Linked DNA regions of Mus musculus: all the other regions are linked to region 1. Evidence: chromatin contacts called from public HiChIP or PLAC-seq and capture Hi-C data. All regions are on one chromosome and are shown on one strand. The core of a region is the stretch at or near the end of the contact, and the rest is flanking DNA. Distances in the headings are between cores, read along the strand shown.

Region 1 (4,463 bases), core at 1,300-3,799:
ACTCTCATGGCCTCCTCAGCCCAGAAGTCACCGATAGGTTACCTGATGATGCAGTCAGCAGCTTACCAACACCATTCTGTTGCCACCCTAGATTTTTGGTGCTGTGTTAAGAATCTGTGACCCAAAGAAACTTGGGGAGGAAAGGGAAGGCTTTATTTTCCTTTCAGATTATAGTCCATCATCACGGGAAGTGGCTTGATGCAGAAACCATGGTTTCTTCTGCTTGCTTCCAGGCTCAGGGACCACCTGCTGGGGTGGGGGATTGCCACCCACAGTAAGCACGCACACACACACACACACACACACACACACACACACACACAGAGAGAGAGAGAGAGAGAGAGAGAGAGAGAGAGAGAGGATGAGAGAGAGAGAGAGAGGTATTCACATATCCGCAGGCCAATCTGATGGAGGCAGTGACTCAACTGATGCTCTGTCTTCCCATGAATATCAAGTTGAAGACCAAGATTAGCCATAGCAACTGGGAACTAAACGTAAACACCCTAGCCTAGAGACATGTTTAGGCATAACATCCTAAGACTGGCCCATAGGTCTAGCAGCTCTAGCTGCTCATGTGAATGTTAAGTTTAGGCCATAAAAAGGGATTCTAGGGGCTGGAGAGATGGCTCAGTGGTTAAGAGCATTGACTGCTCTTCTAGAGGTCCTGAGTTCAATTCCCAGCAACCACATGATGGCTCACAATGGGGTCTGATTCACTCTTCTGGTGTGTGTCTGAGAACAGCTACAGTGTACTCATATAAATAAAAAATAAATAGTCTTTTTAAAAAAAAGAAAAAGAAAACAAAGCAAGAAAAGGGAGTCTAGTCCAGCACCCAGGACCACAGGTCAGTCACATATTGGATGTCATAAAAGAACACCACTGCTTGAACCAAGGGCACAAAAAAGACTCAGCCATGTAACAAATTTTCCACAACAAATGAAATTGACCAGAGTGAAATTGTCCCTGTCTCCAAAATCCACAGGTGGACATAATACAGGGAACAGGAAGATGGGGGAGGATAGTGAGCGCAGGGTAGGGAGGACGTAGGGAAAGGAGCATCGTCACAGTGAAGGGGAAGAGGAGGAGAACAAGAGCATAGTGCAGTAAATTTGCTCTTCTAGAGGTCCTGAGTTCAGTGACTTGATGTCTGTCACTCACATGCTCAGGACCGGAAGTCTGTTTGACTTTATATTCTCAGATCTTGCAATATTTGGATTACAGAACAATTAATCTGAGGCCGTGAGAAATCCTTCTCATGATTCACACCTTCACCTTCCCTATTCACCTTCGGCTCGCTGTCTAGGAGGGGCTTCATAGGAATCCTCACTGTGCTTGCTCTTTGAGTGTGACCTGTCATAGCAGGTCACGGGTATCACTTACCCACTGTGGCATCACAACACCTTTTAGAAGTTTCCTATTTCAGATCCTTTCGGATTCTAGATTTTCAGATTAGGAATGCTTTGCCTGCCTCAGTGTGTGTGTGTGTGTGGGGGGGGGAATCAAAGTCTTTCTGGCTTGCTCATCAGGAATCCATATCGGCAGGCTCGTCAGTGCCTTTCATAGGTTCCAGTTCAGTCTATTCATATGGATTCCTTCCTGCTTGTACTCAGAGCACCAATCATGCCACCAGGGCCAAGGGGGCACTTCCCTGTCACATTACCTATATCTCATCCCCGCCTGCTCTGGAGGGAGCCAAGGCAATCCTAACCGAGCACAGTGGGAGAGCAAGCCTGGCCCTGACCGTGTTCCCCACTGAGAGAGAGAGGCTGAACTTAGGGCATGGGGCTTGGGGCTTCGGGTGAGGCCCAATGATGGGACGCATTCCAGGCATGCCGGGCTGGGAATTGACTCTGCCTAGTGGGTGGCGCCTCAGAGGCCCCTGGCTGACCTCACAAGAGTAGGAAGGATGTTCTTCTGCCCCCAGACTCCTACGCAGCAGCAGAGTTCAGGGGGCTACCAGACCCTTCTTTCTGATGTTCTTGTTATTGTGGCATGTCCCCTCGGGGTTAGGACAGTGATACTATACCCACCCCAGAGGGGCAACAGTCACTGGTAGTTTTCTTAAACAACTCAAGTTGGGGGGAAAGCAAGCAATAGCTTCTCTCTGGCTCCTCTCTGAGCTAAAGATCAGAGTCCAAGGAGTCCACCCCTGCCCAGTCTCCACTTCCCTCCAGTGCAGTGTAGAGGAGATCACCAAATCACTCTGCCAGTCTCTACTACCTCACACAAGGAGGGTGGCTGGCCACACTTTTGACAATGAACAGGCATGCAGAAGAAACCACAGAGGCCAGCGTAGGCAGCTCAGCCCCTTTGCCTATCTCAAGCTGACTTGGAGGACGGCGTGGCACCTGCACACACTTTTCCAACCACAGGCATCTGCCTCCTGTTTCCCCCCAAGTTCAAAGGCAGACAGCTGGCAGGCAAGAGTAGAGTGGCTAGCCTGCAGCTGGGCGTGTTGTCTGTCTGGACAAGCTGGCCTGAAGGGGAGGAGGTGTGGCCCTCTGGCCGAGCCTTGACCCAGCCCTGCTCTGATTGAAGCCATGTGAGGGGTGGGTGGGAAGACAGCCAGGGCTCTGACCCTCAGGAGAGGTGCAGTGATCCTTGCATGCCAGACGGTGTGCAAGCTCTTTACAAGGCTGGGCACATTCTCCTGGTCTGAGTAGTAGCCCCGGCTTGTACAAGGGCTGACGGGGCTTGTGGCTCAGCTGCACTTCAGAATACTCAGCTCAGTGGGGATTTCTGCTGCAGAGGCTGGGGTGGAGCTCTCAGAGCATCTCATCTGGACAGAGCATGGTAGTGACCTGCAGGCACCATAGGTCTACAAATGGGCCTTCTGGATACTGGGATAGCCAGTCACTCAAGACTCCCAGTTGCTGTAGTCCTGTCCACCCAGCTATTCAGTGTGGAGTGTTGATCCAGGGTTCACATGTGGGACCATGTCCTCCAGGGGCATGGTGACACAGGGGAGAGATCAAAACCCAGAAGGCTCCATAGCTGGGCAGAAAGGCAAGGGAAAGGATGCTTACATCTTCTGGACAGCAGTCTGGGGGGGGGGGTCATAAGGAGAACAGCCCCCCATGGGGCTGTGAACACTGGTGGGTAGCTAAATGGCATTAAGGGGTACTTGTCTTTGTGACATCTGGGTGTCCTTCATCCCAAATATCCTTCTCTCCTGCAGCCTGCCCACCTCCCAGCACTACAAACAGAGCAGGGCATGAGCCTTACTGTAGTGTGGGCTAAGCTCCCGTCCCCAACTCTTGGGCATTTGATCCTGGAGTAACCGGTCTCTGAGCTACTTCCAAGCCAGGAAGGACTGCCTGCCCGAAGCCCCTGTCAGGCTGCAGCGATGACATATGATGTGTTTTCATGGAGAATGGAACAGGAATCTTTACAGCCCACTCTCCTGAGGTCAGCCCCTAGACACATTACATAGTGTGGAGTATATCAAACGTGTTACAGGGTACATAGTGTTCATGCTACATGGTGGGTAGCATCACACACACACACACACACACACACACACACACACACACACACTGTACTGCTTGGTGCATGGCAGGCTGCGGATTGACTGCTGCTTAAATTCTAGGGGGTTGGACCCTGCCCTAAGTGGGAGCTCACCTCACTTACTCTGTCCATTGACACAGAGTCCTCTGTCCTCCTCATTGAAGTCTCCTATTCTCATCCTGATTCCTATCTCTGGGTCTAGAGGGGTCCTGGTATGCTCTGATGGCTTAGGGAATGAGAGCCTTGTTGGAGTGCAGAGCCAGAAGGGCCTAGAGGATAGAAAGAGCTAAAGAAACTACCATATCCAGGCACATTCTGGGTGGGGACCAGGGGTGGAGGGACTAAGCCAGAACTCCAGACACATGTGTCTTAGGAGCAAACCTCACATGAATTTGATGAAAAATCTGTAAGGTGCAAAGAAACACATACTCCCCTGCTAACTACTCTCGAAGTTCTCAGCCAGGTAGAAACCAGCCATCAAATGGGACTTCTCCTAAAGTGAGGCCCAGGCCTGCCCTGGTCCCATCTCCTTCTTTCCCATCATCTTTCCCAAAGGGACAAAGCCTGGAGATAAGACTGTTAAGAGAAATGTAGATCATGGAAGCCAGTAAACAGCATCCCTCCAGGGTCCCTGCATCAGCTCCTGCCTCCAGGTTCCTGCCCTGCTTGAGCTCATGCCCTCACTGCTTTTGATGATGAACTGTGACATAGAACTGTGAGTAAAATAAATCTCCTCCCCAAGTAGCTTTGGTCCTGGTGCTTCATCATAGCAATAGTAACCCTAAATAAACAGACCATAACATTTCCCAGCCTGCAATTTTCCTGCTTCAAAACCTCCCGAGGGGGTATCTCCCCATACTCCTGGGCTGCCAGCCCTACAAGCCCTCTGTTCTGTCCAGCATTGAAATATTCAACAGTTCCAGTTTAGGCACTACCTTCAGATATCTCCCCTGCC
Region 2 (4,463 bases), core at 934-3,433, 370 kb before region 1:
CGAGAACGTTACTCAGGTCTGCTTGAGCAGCAGCTGAATGCAAGTTAAGAACTATCTCTTATCCCAAATCCAAGACCTCAGTTGCACAGAATGTCCCCTTTCTTGCATCACTAAAGAGAAGTGGCTCTGAAAAATAAATTGTGCTAAGGACCTTGAGACTCTCAAAGTCCCGCTGGTACTTCTCCTGCAGGGCGGCCACATCACCCTCCAGCTCTTTGTGGCCCAGCTCCTCTCGCATGACACCCATTTGGGCTTCCAGCTCCTGGATACGTTCTCGCAGCCCGGACATGGACTCGGCCTCATCCTTGGCTGCTGGCACAGCTCTGGGCTCAGATGGCCCAGGGGCCAGTGAGGAATCTGGGTGTGAGGGTTGGTAGAGGCTGAGGGCTCCCCGCAGGCTCCATATGTAGTGTTCCTGCAAGGCCCTCAATTCCTCCTGATGAACAGCCTGTAGCTCCCGAACCTTCAGCTGGAACCTGTCCTCCAGCATCTTCATTTGCTGCACATGATGCTGTTCCATGGCCTGCCTGTCTTTGACTGAGGCGTCTAGCTGGCTGAGAACCCGGCTACGCTCAGCCTGCAGGGTATTTTCAGTGTGGCTCAGCTGTTCCACCATGCACCTGATCTCCTCTTCATACCTGCCCTGTAGGGCAAACATGCTCTCACTGTGTTTGTTTTCTGCTTCTTGTAGACATCTCTGCTGATGGTCCATCTGGCTCACTTTGGCCTTGAGCTCAGTGTTTTCTTTTTCAATGAGGGTGATAACCTTCTGGTACTCACTCTTCTGCTTGTGGAGAAGTTCTTCATACTCTTCCTTCAGGGCCCCAACTGCTTGTGCACGTTTCTGGCCTGAAGCCCCCTTAGCCTCCTGACAGGCCTTCTTGTAAAATCTCAGCTCTTTTTCATACTCCAGCCGAATTCTGCATGCTGCATAGCACACTTGAGCTTGAATAATTGCATCTTGAACCAGTAATGAAGAATACTGACCAAGGCCCTCTAGACAAGATTCATATGAGAGATGCTGGGACATCCGCAGAAGCCTCTGGCAACCCCCAAGTGGCTCTGTAGGAGGCAGGACTGGCAAGGCAGCTGAAATCTCCTCAAGGATGCTAGCCTTTTCTCTCAGCTGCTGGGCCAGCTCATCCTGAATGGCAGCAAGGACTTCAGGGCTCTGATGCAAAGCCTGCAAAGGCTCTTGGGAGCCATCTGTGCCTGGCCTCAGTATCTCTCCTAATGGGTTCTGGTCCCAGGATGTCTGTACCTGGTCCTCCCTGCCAGTTGGATGCCTGAGGGTTTCTAAGATCTGCTGTATTACTCTTTCAAAGTCTGGGGTTTGGTAGGCTCCCAAGATTTCTCCCAGCATGCACTTGTGCTGCTGTAGGGCTGCCTGGGTCCCTTGTAGGGTCTCCTGTATGCTCTGCAGCCTATGGTGGAACAATTCTCTTACTGATTGTGTGGCATAGCTGAGCTCTGCACGAATCCATGTGGCATCAGCCAGACTTTGGGGAGTATGCTGCTGCCTGTCTCCTGATGTGCAGGCTGTTTCTTCTCCCAGTGTCCCTAGGTGTTTACTTAGTGACTCGACCTGGCTCCAGAACTCACCATTCACCAGTACCTTCTTGGCCCAGATCTCCACTGGAGCCCCAGCAGAGGGGGCAGCACTTTCTTCCTTCAGTGGCCACTCCCCTGACTGAGTAAGCTCACAGAGAACACCATAGACATCTGAAGTGGTATTTTTTAGAGAGTCAGCTATCTGGTTGATGAGTGAGGCCTCCAGGACTATCTGAGCAGAAAGCAGCTTCCTGTGTTCCTGCTCATTCAAGATGGGCTGACAGGGCTGCTGCACAGGGGCTGCCATACCACTTTCTATGGGGTGCTCCTTCTCTTGCTCAGCCTGCGTCCTGCTCTCTGCAGGGGAAGCCCATGGTTGAAGGGCCTTGATGGCACTCACAAGCATACTCTCTATGTTAGCCAGGGAGGCTGCACATGCATCCTGGCCCTCCTCCTGGTCAGCCCATGGCAAAGACCTTAGCTTTTTCCAGCAGTTTTCTAAGCATGTCAGGGCTTGGCTATTTTTGGCTTGGAAGTCTTCCAGCTCCCCAGGGTGGTGTTCAATGTTTGTGGCCTTCTGTTGTCTTTCCTGCTCTAGCTGAGAGGCCAGAGCGCTAGCCTGTAACAGGCTGGCACGGAGCTGCTCTCGCAACTGTGCCTCTGTGCCAGCCCACTGCTGGTGCAGTGCAAGCAATGCCTCCTGACTCTGCCCCTGCTGGCTTTCCAGCCTCACAGTTACGTCTTTGAGCTTTTCCTCTGTGACATAGAGCTTCGTCTCCAGAGAGTGGATTATAGAGATGTAGGTTTCAGCATCTGCAGCTGCTGGCAGTGTGTTCGGGGTAGCTTCTGAGGACACACTATCCTCTGAGGGTGACTGGTCCTGGCTGGTATCTGATGATGTGCTGCTAGTCCATGCCTTTGCACACCCCTCGGGGTGTATGTATCTTTGACACTGGATTGTGGAGAACCTGATTCTTGGCCTTTTTATAGGAGCTCCTGGATCAGACTTAGATGTGCTCTGCAGATGCCCCTCCCTCTCGGGCATATCAGCTGACTTTGGGAGTATGGTGTTTTCCTCTCTGCTGAGGCTACCACTGCTCCCTTCTTCCCCCAGGCCAGCACTTGGATCTTCATCCTCTGGCTGAGAGTGAGGAAAGCCAGGAAATACTCTGGTGACTGAGCCTAAGGGCAAAATGCCACTGCCCTCCTCTGTTGGCTCTGTGGTACTCAGAGGCTCCTTGGCATCCTTTGGAGAATCACTCACAAACCTCCTTAGACACTCTTCCTTTTCCTGCAGCTTAATTTCTGTTTCCTCTAAGCTGCTGCCCAAGGCAATCATTTTAACTAAAGCTTCATTGAGGTCTTGGTCTTTCTTTTCCAGAACTCTCTCATGTGTTTCCTTAATGTGCTTCAGCTCTTCTTCCTTTTCTCTCAGCAGAGTGCGCACGCTCTGTAGCTGGACAGAGACCCTGTGGTGTGAGTGCTCAAGGTTCTGATAGTCAACTTCCTTTCCCCTCAGCTTCTCTTGGAGCTCAGCCACATCCCCATCGGATGTGGCCACACGTTCCATGAGCTCTTGAAACTGATGCTTGATGAGATCCCGTTCATCATGGAGGCTCTGTACATGCTGGGCTAACTGGCGGATACTGGCCTCTCGGGCCTCCAGCTCTTCCTCTAGCTTATGTACCTGCTCACTGCCTTTGCACGTTTCACTCAGCTTCTCTTTCTGGAGGGCCTCCACCTGCTGCACATGGCCTTGTAGCTGATCCTCATAGGCACTGGCCTTGTCCTCTACTTCCTTCAGGTTCTGCAGCAGTGCCTGCTTTTCTTGCTCACAGCTCTCCAGCAACAATGTATAGTTCCTCTTTAACTTCTTCTCCATCAGACGCTGGGCTTGCTCACTGGTACCCAGCTGTTGGCTGAGCTCAGCAATGCATTCCTGCAGCCTCTGCACCTCCTTCTGTCGATCCCGTTGCAATGCCTGTTGTGTTTCCAGGTCTCTGAGTTCCTGTGTCTTCTCTAACAGCCGGGCTTCTGTACTTCTGAGTTTCTGCTCACTGGCCCTCAGCTGGCCACTCAGCATGGCCTTGCTGTGCTGCCATTCCTCCAGCTGCTCACGAACCTTGCCCTGCTCCATCTTCAGCTCACCCTTGAGCTTGGCTAGAGCCTGCTCCTTAATGGCCAGCTCTGCAGCGGCATTACCAAGTCTCGTCTGCAGGGTCTGAATCTCAGCCTCATGGTGGCGGATTGCATCCTTGGCCTCCCCATAGCTGTGTTTCAGGGTCTGAATCTGCTGTGTGATGAGCTCCTGCCGCCGGCACTGAGCTTCCAGCTCACTTTGCAGGTCTTGGTTGACTCTATGGAGCCTCTGCCAGGCACCCGATGGAGAGGTGGCCACTTCAGTCTTAAAAAAACCGATTAAATACTGGTTAGTAACACTCAGGCCACCCTGTTCTGAGTGTCACACCTCTGGCCAGGATCAATCATAGAAAAGCTCCTTTGTGGGTTTGCCTTTAATCCTTTGCACAACTTTTTTTCTTCATTTAAAGAAAAAAATTCAAATTAATGTGGGTTTTGTTTGTTTTGTTTTGGGTAAATATAGCTGCTTCCACATAAACAGAACACAGGACAAAAACACCAATAAAACAGCTCTAACTGAACAGTGTCTAGAAGAAATAAACCAAATAAAGCTGAATAATGGAACACACTGAGAAGTACAACAGAGGCTGAAGGACCAAATAATTGATTTTGCAAAACAAAGTATGCAGTTCTAGACCACATGTTTAAAGCAGCACAAGGCCTAAGGCACAAGAAAGTGACGTCACTTCCTTCTGTGACAGGAAGAGAAGGAAGGCAGGTAACTACTCGAGAGATGTCAGCAAAGTAACATTGGACATTTCCTTTAGAAAGCG
Region 3 (4,463 bases), core at 614-3,113, 320 kb before region 1:
TTGCCTTTCCTTTGGTCTAATGGCCAAGCAAGTAGAGAAAGCAGGACATCGTGATAGTATGTATCCTTGTCTTCTCTTCATCCCTTCAGATGAATGTTCAGAGGACAGGAAACAGGACTCTGCTACATTGTGGCTTACCGTCTGCACTCTTAACTGGCTATCCTTACAGTCTTCATGGTGCAAAGGAAAAAGGACAGGTTTAGTGAGTCACAAAGGCACCTCAGGGTGAGTTAACAGAAAGCAGAATTGGAATTTAACCCCCACAAATCAACTGAAATATTTTCTGACAATTGCCTGAAAGCAAACTAACTCAACTTATTTTGTTTTGGTTGACTCCACAAACAGAAAAAGCCCAGCCTGGAGTAAACAAGAAGACTGGTCTCCTACCAGGCATCCTGTGGTCCCCAAGACCTCTTCTTGTAGCCAAATTGGCTTGAGAGGTTGATGATGCCAGCAAGGCACTCTGAGCAACCTAGATCTCAAGTTAGAATACTTCTGGAATGGGAGTTGCAGATTTCCAAGGTCACCCATGTCTTTATCTGCCTAGCCAGCCCTCTGCCCAGGACCCTTGGGTGCATAGGAAGAACTAACCCACAGCTATCAAGAACCACCCCCAGGAGGGTGCATTACCCTAAGGATAAGTGTCTATTCCAATCTCTACTATTGTGACAGGCTGTCATGGGACAGAATGTGACACCTAGAAGGGCTTTCCTTTTGAGTTGACTTGAAAAATTAAACCAAACAGCAGTGGACTTTCTGGAGAACTGATCTTCTCTTGTTTTTGTGTCTTAAAAAATGTGTCCAATACATACCTTAACTTTGTAATTGAGCAAAATGACAAAGTTTTTTTGTGCTTCTACCCTCCTACACACAACTGCTCCAAATCCAATATAGTTTGACTTTTATTTTCTTAAATGGCCTATATAGAGAGGTAGGTCTGCTTTACCTTGCAAAAGTTAAGTAGGAATATTGACAGAGAAGAAGAAGAAGAAGAAGAAGAAGAAGAAGAGGAGGAGGAGGAGGAGGAGGAGGAGGAGGAGGAGGAGGAGGAGGAGGAGGAAGAGGAGGAGGAGGAAGAGGAAGAGGAAGAGGAAGAGGAAGAAGAGGAGGAGGAGGAAGAGGAAGAAAAGGAGGAGGAGAAGGAGAAGGAGAAGGAGAAGGAGAAGGAGAAGGAGAAGGAGAAGAAGAAAAAGAAAAAGAAAAAGAAAAAGAAGGGCAAAAGATGAGGAAAGGAAGCGGATTTTTCTGTTTCCACAGAAAGATATGGCAGCTTGCTGAGTGCATTTGGGTGTGTTCACACTCCTCTCCACCCCAAGTCTCTGCGGGATCCTGAGGTCACAGATCTGGCCTGCAAGGAAAGGGAGAGGTAGCCAGTGGCTTTCGACTAGCAGCTGAATACAGCTTTTCTGAGTTCTGGTGTGCAGAGCTCCCACAAGCAAGCAGGCCTGTGACTCTCACAAGGCTATTTTTAGATTCCGAGTAGGATGAGACTAAGAAGCAATGCTGCACAGCCACCTTACTGGGAAGCCTCTCTTGCTCTAGCTCCTCCCTGGACAGCCCCTCCGAGAAGGGAGTAGACCTTTATATTTTCTTCCTCCCCTGGGCCCTTCTTCCCCTATGCTTCCCCTTCTTCCTCCGGGTAGGCCTCGCCCACTTGTCTGTCTCATAAAGAGCTGGGAAACATGGAGATAAATAAAGCCTCAATTAGGCAGGAATCCAAAGCTAGGATTGGGGGATGGGAAGAGTGGTGTCTGAGGCTCTGTCCCAATCCAGAAATGCCTGAGAAAGCGCCCGGGGCCACAAGCAGCCTTGAGGTTGGCCGCTTCCCACAGCCCCCTTTGGCCTGTGCTGACCAGGCGTGGTCAAAGGCTGGGAGCCACGCCATTCCCACATACAGCTCCTCTAGGCAGCCTGGACTGCTGTACAGGCCCCAGCTCCCTTTGCCATCCCACATATATAAGAAAGAAGAAGTCTAGGCTCTTGGCCCTTCCATTTCTTTCCCAGTGACAGAGAAGGGACTACAGAATGTGGACTTGTCCCCAGCAGGGATGGCTTTAGATGCTGTGACGCCCCTCCAGGCCCAACAAAGGCAGTTTTTCCCCCCTTTCAACTTTAGAAACTCAGTGTTCTTATTTATTCCTTTCTGAGCTCGGAAAGAACAATGAGGGAGATCTTGTTTCTTCCCCTAAGTCTTGGGTGGGGGGAGAGCAGCAGAATATGGGGGAGGAGACTGGGCTAGCAGAAGCTCAGATATTTTTAGAGACATGGGAATTAAGTAAGCAGGGACCTTCTGGGGCCTGAAACAGTTTTTTTTTTTTTTTTTTTCATCCTAATTCCAAAAGGCCAAATGGGTGGTGGAGAGCCAGAGGCTGAAGGCAGAGAGCAGTAGAGTCTGGAGACTGTAAGTGACCAAGTGGACTCTTCTCACTCTGCTATGTGGCCTACTCCATTTCCCTTTACAAAGGGGGGATAAAGTAGCCTTCGTACCTGCACCCAAACCCCCTTTTAGCCTCAGGGGACAGGAAAGTGGCAAGGGGCAGCAAACTGAACTCCTTTGATCCTGCTTCTGACAGTGGGAGAAGCAAGATCTAAAATGAGATTTCTCAGTTCTCTTTAGGCTTCTAATAACCCAGTTCTCAAAGATCGCAACCATGGTACTGAACATCTTTTAGGGACCTCACTCGAAAAGTCTCCCACTATAGTTTGGGATAGGATACAGAGAAAAATGGAAAAGGGAGAAGCTGGGGAGACCCAGCCAGTTAGCTGATGTCATGCAATGCTACTGAAGTGTTAACCACTGATAGGCTCAAAACTCACACATTTCCATACCAGCAATCCTACTTCTAAGAATGTTCTCTGAGGCTCTCATATTTTTCCTTTTCATGTATTCTTCTTTCATATATTATATCCCAACTGCAGTTTCTCTTCCCCTCTTTCCTCCCCAGACTCACACAGGCTTCATCTCCGCTTCAGAAAAGAACAATCCTTCCAGGAACATTAACCAAATGTGGCATAACAAGCTATAGTAAGACCAGGCACATATCAAGGCTGGATAAGGCAACTCAGAAGGAGAAAAAGGGTGCCAAAGGCAGGCAGAAGAATCAGAGACAGGCCCCGCGCCCCTGTGAGGAATCTCACAAGAGTATCTAGCTACACAACCATACTACATATGCAGAGGACTTAAGTCAGACCCATACAGGGTCCCTGATCTCTTTGAGCCCAACTTGAGTCCTGGTCAGTTGATTCTGTGGGCCAATCAACTGATTCTTGTAGTGTCCTTGATCTCAGGCTACATTTAAACAAACAAACAAGCCAACCAACCAACCAACCAACCAACCAACCAACCTGAAAACAAGTATATAGAGATTGTAAGAACCATAAATAAACCCGATGGAATAGCAAATGAAGATAATAGGTAGGATGAAACAGCAAACTGTAGAATACAATATTTTAAAAAGTAGCAAGTTTAAATACGTAACAAATCTTACTTTTGGCATCAGGAATGTACACATCTGCCTGCGCACCGGAATAGTTCACAAACTCTTTGTGTGAACTGACTGTTATCTCTAGGTGGTAACCAAGCAACCTTGTTTCCAGCTTACCAAAACTTCCACCATTACTGATTTGACTTCTGTCACCGGGAAGCTATAGAGCTTACTGGCTGATTGGTTGGTTGGTTCCTGCTATAGGTAAACAGAAGGCAAGTGTGTCTTTCCTGTTCACCTCTTACATTTTCCACACCTCAGGACAGCTGATTCTATTTTTCTGGCTAGACTAAGTGACTGGAAAGCAAGGACCCCTTTTCATCTTTATTTTCCCAACTTTACGTTTCAAGGCACAGAGCAAAGCAGCACCTTATGTATGAAGGAACAAGGCCAATCTCTGACAGTTTCCCAAGGCCATAGGCAGAGCCCTCGGGAGAACAGGTGAGACAAAGAAAAAGCCACCAGTGCTCCACGGCCCTGGAAGGAGGGCAGGCCTAAGCCCCAGGTTTCTGCTGTTATTTCTCAGTTATTGAAGTATCAGTAGCAGGACCTGTCCAGGGCACTACAAGGGTATTATTGTTAATCCCAAGTAGGTGAATGGGCCCTTCAGTAAAAGGGCTCATTCATCAGAGGAGATTAGATAAACTGCCTCCTTCAATAGCAAGTAACCCCTGGGCTTCTAACGAGGAGGGCTTGCAATTTCAACTGAGGCAAGGAACAGCCAGCCAGGTGCATTTAATTCAGGACGCAAAATTGCAAAAATGTGGTACATTTGCATTCACACATACTAACATATACCTTGACAAGAGCAAAGAAAGAGCTATAGGGACCCACAGAAGTAACATGACCTTCACAGGCCCAAACACAAACCAGGCTGCAGTATGGATCAGACAGTAGAGCAGTCAGTGATGGCACACTCACAGTAAGAAACCAGAATATACCAACAACTTGCACTGTTCCTGACACACATGGAAAGCC

What was found. HiChIP or PLAC-seq counts read pairs in DNA pulled down with a chosen protein or histone mark. Capture Hi-C pulls out chosen DNA fragments and counts their contacts.
Region 2: a contact with region 1 is called in a FOXA1 HiChIP or PLAC-seq map of pancreatic cancer cells. The contact joins two enhancer-like sites. A contact is called at or near these places in 3 of 39 promoter capture datasets (cranial neural crest, liver and pre-B cells) and 1 of 115 datasets of contacts at active chromatin or transcription factors (pancreatic cancer cells).
Region 3: a contact with region 1 is called in a capture Hi-C map of embryonic stem cells, with 2.5 times the contacts expected there. The contact joins two enhancer-like sites. A contact is called at or near these places in 1 of 39 promoter capture datasets (pre-B cells) and 1 of 9 other capture datasets (embryonic stem cells).

What each region holds. Positions count from the first base shown.
Region 1 is chr11:59,382,662-59,387,124 of GRCm38.p6, reverse strand. All of the region lies in intron 2 of Gm15755 (a long non-coding RNA gene), which reads right to left. Among named protein-coding and RNA genes, the nearest start is that of Prss38, 9.2 kb to the right of the region's middle. Within about 2 kb of position 2,549, at least 106 of the 459 cell types and tissues checked have an H3K27ac peak or open chromatin away from gene starts, as enhancers often do. A contact at or near this core is called in embryonic stem cells and pancreatic cancer cells, where this site is marked.
Region 2 is chr11:59,757,016-59,761,478 of GRCm38.p6, reverse strand. Mprip (myosin phosphatase Rho interacting protein) reads right to left here. Exons shown (of 24, transcript NM_001368931.1): 16 at 152-3,955. Among named protein-coding and RNA genes, the nearest start is that of Gm51899, 10 kb to the left of the region's middle. Within about 2 kb of position 2,183, at least 101 of the 459 cell types and tissues checked have an H3K27ac peak or open chromatin away from gene starts, as enhancers often do. A contact at or near this core is called in pancreatic cancer cells, where this site is marked.
Region 3 is chr11:59,705,456-59,709,918 of GRCm38.p6, reverse strand. The region is part of intron 3 of Mprip (myosin phosphatase Rho interacting protein); the gene reads right to left. Among named protein-coding and RNA genes, the nearest start is that of 1700007J10Rik, 32 kb to the left of the region's middle. Within about 2 kb of position 1,863, at least 205 of the 459 cell types and tissues checked have an H3K27ac peak or open chromatin away from gene starts, as enhancers often do. A contact at or near this core is called in embryonic stem cells, where this site is marked.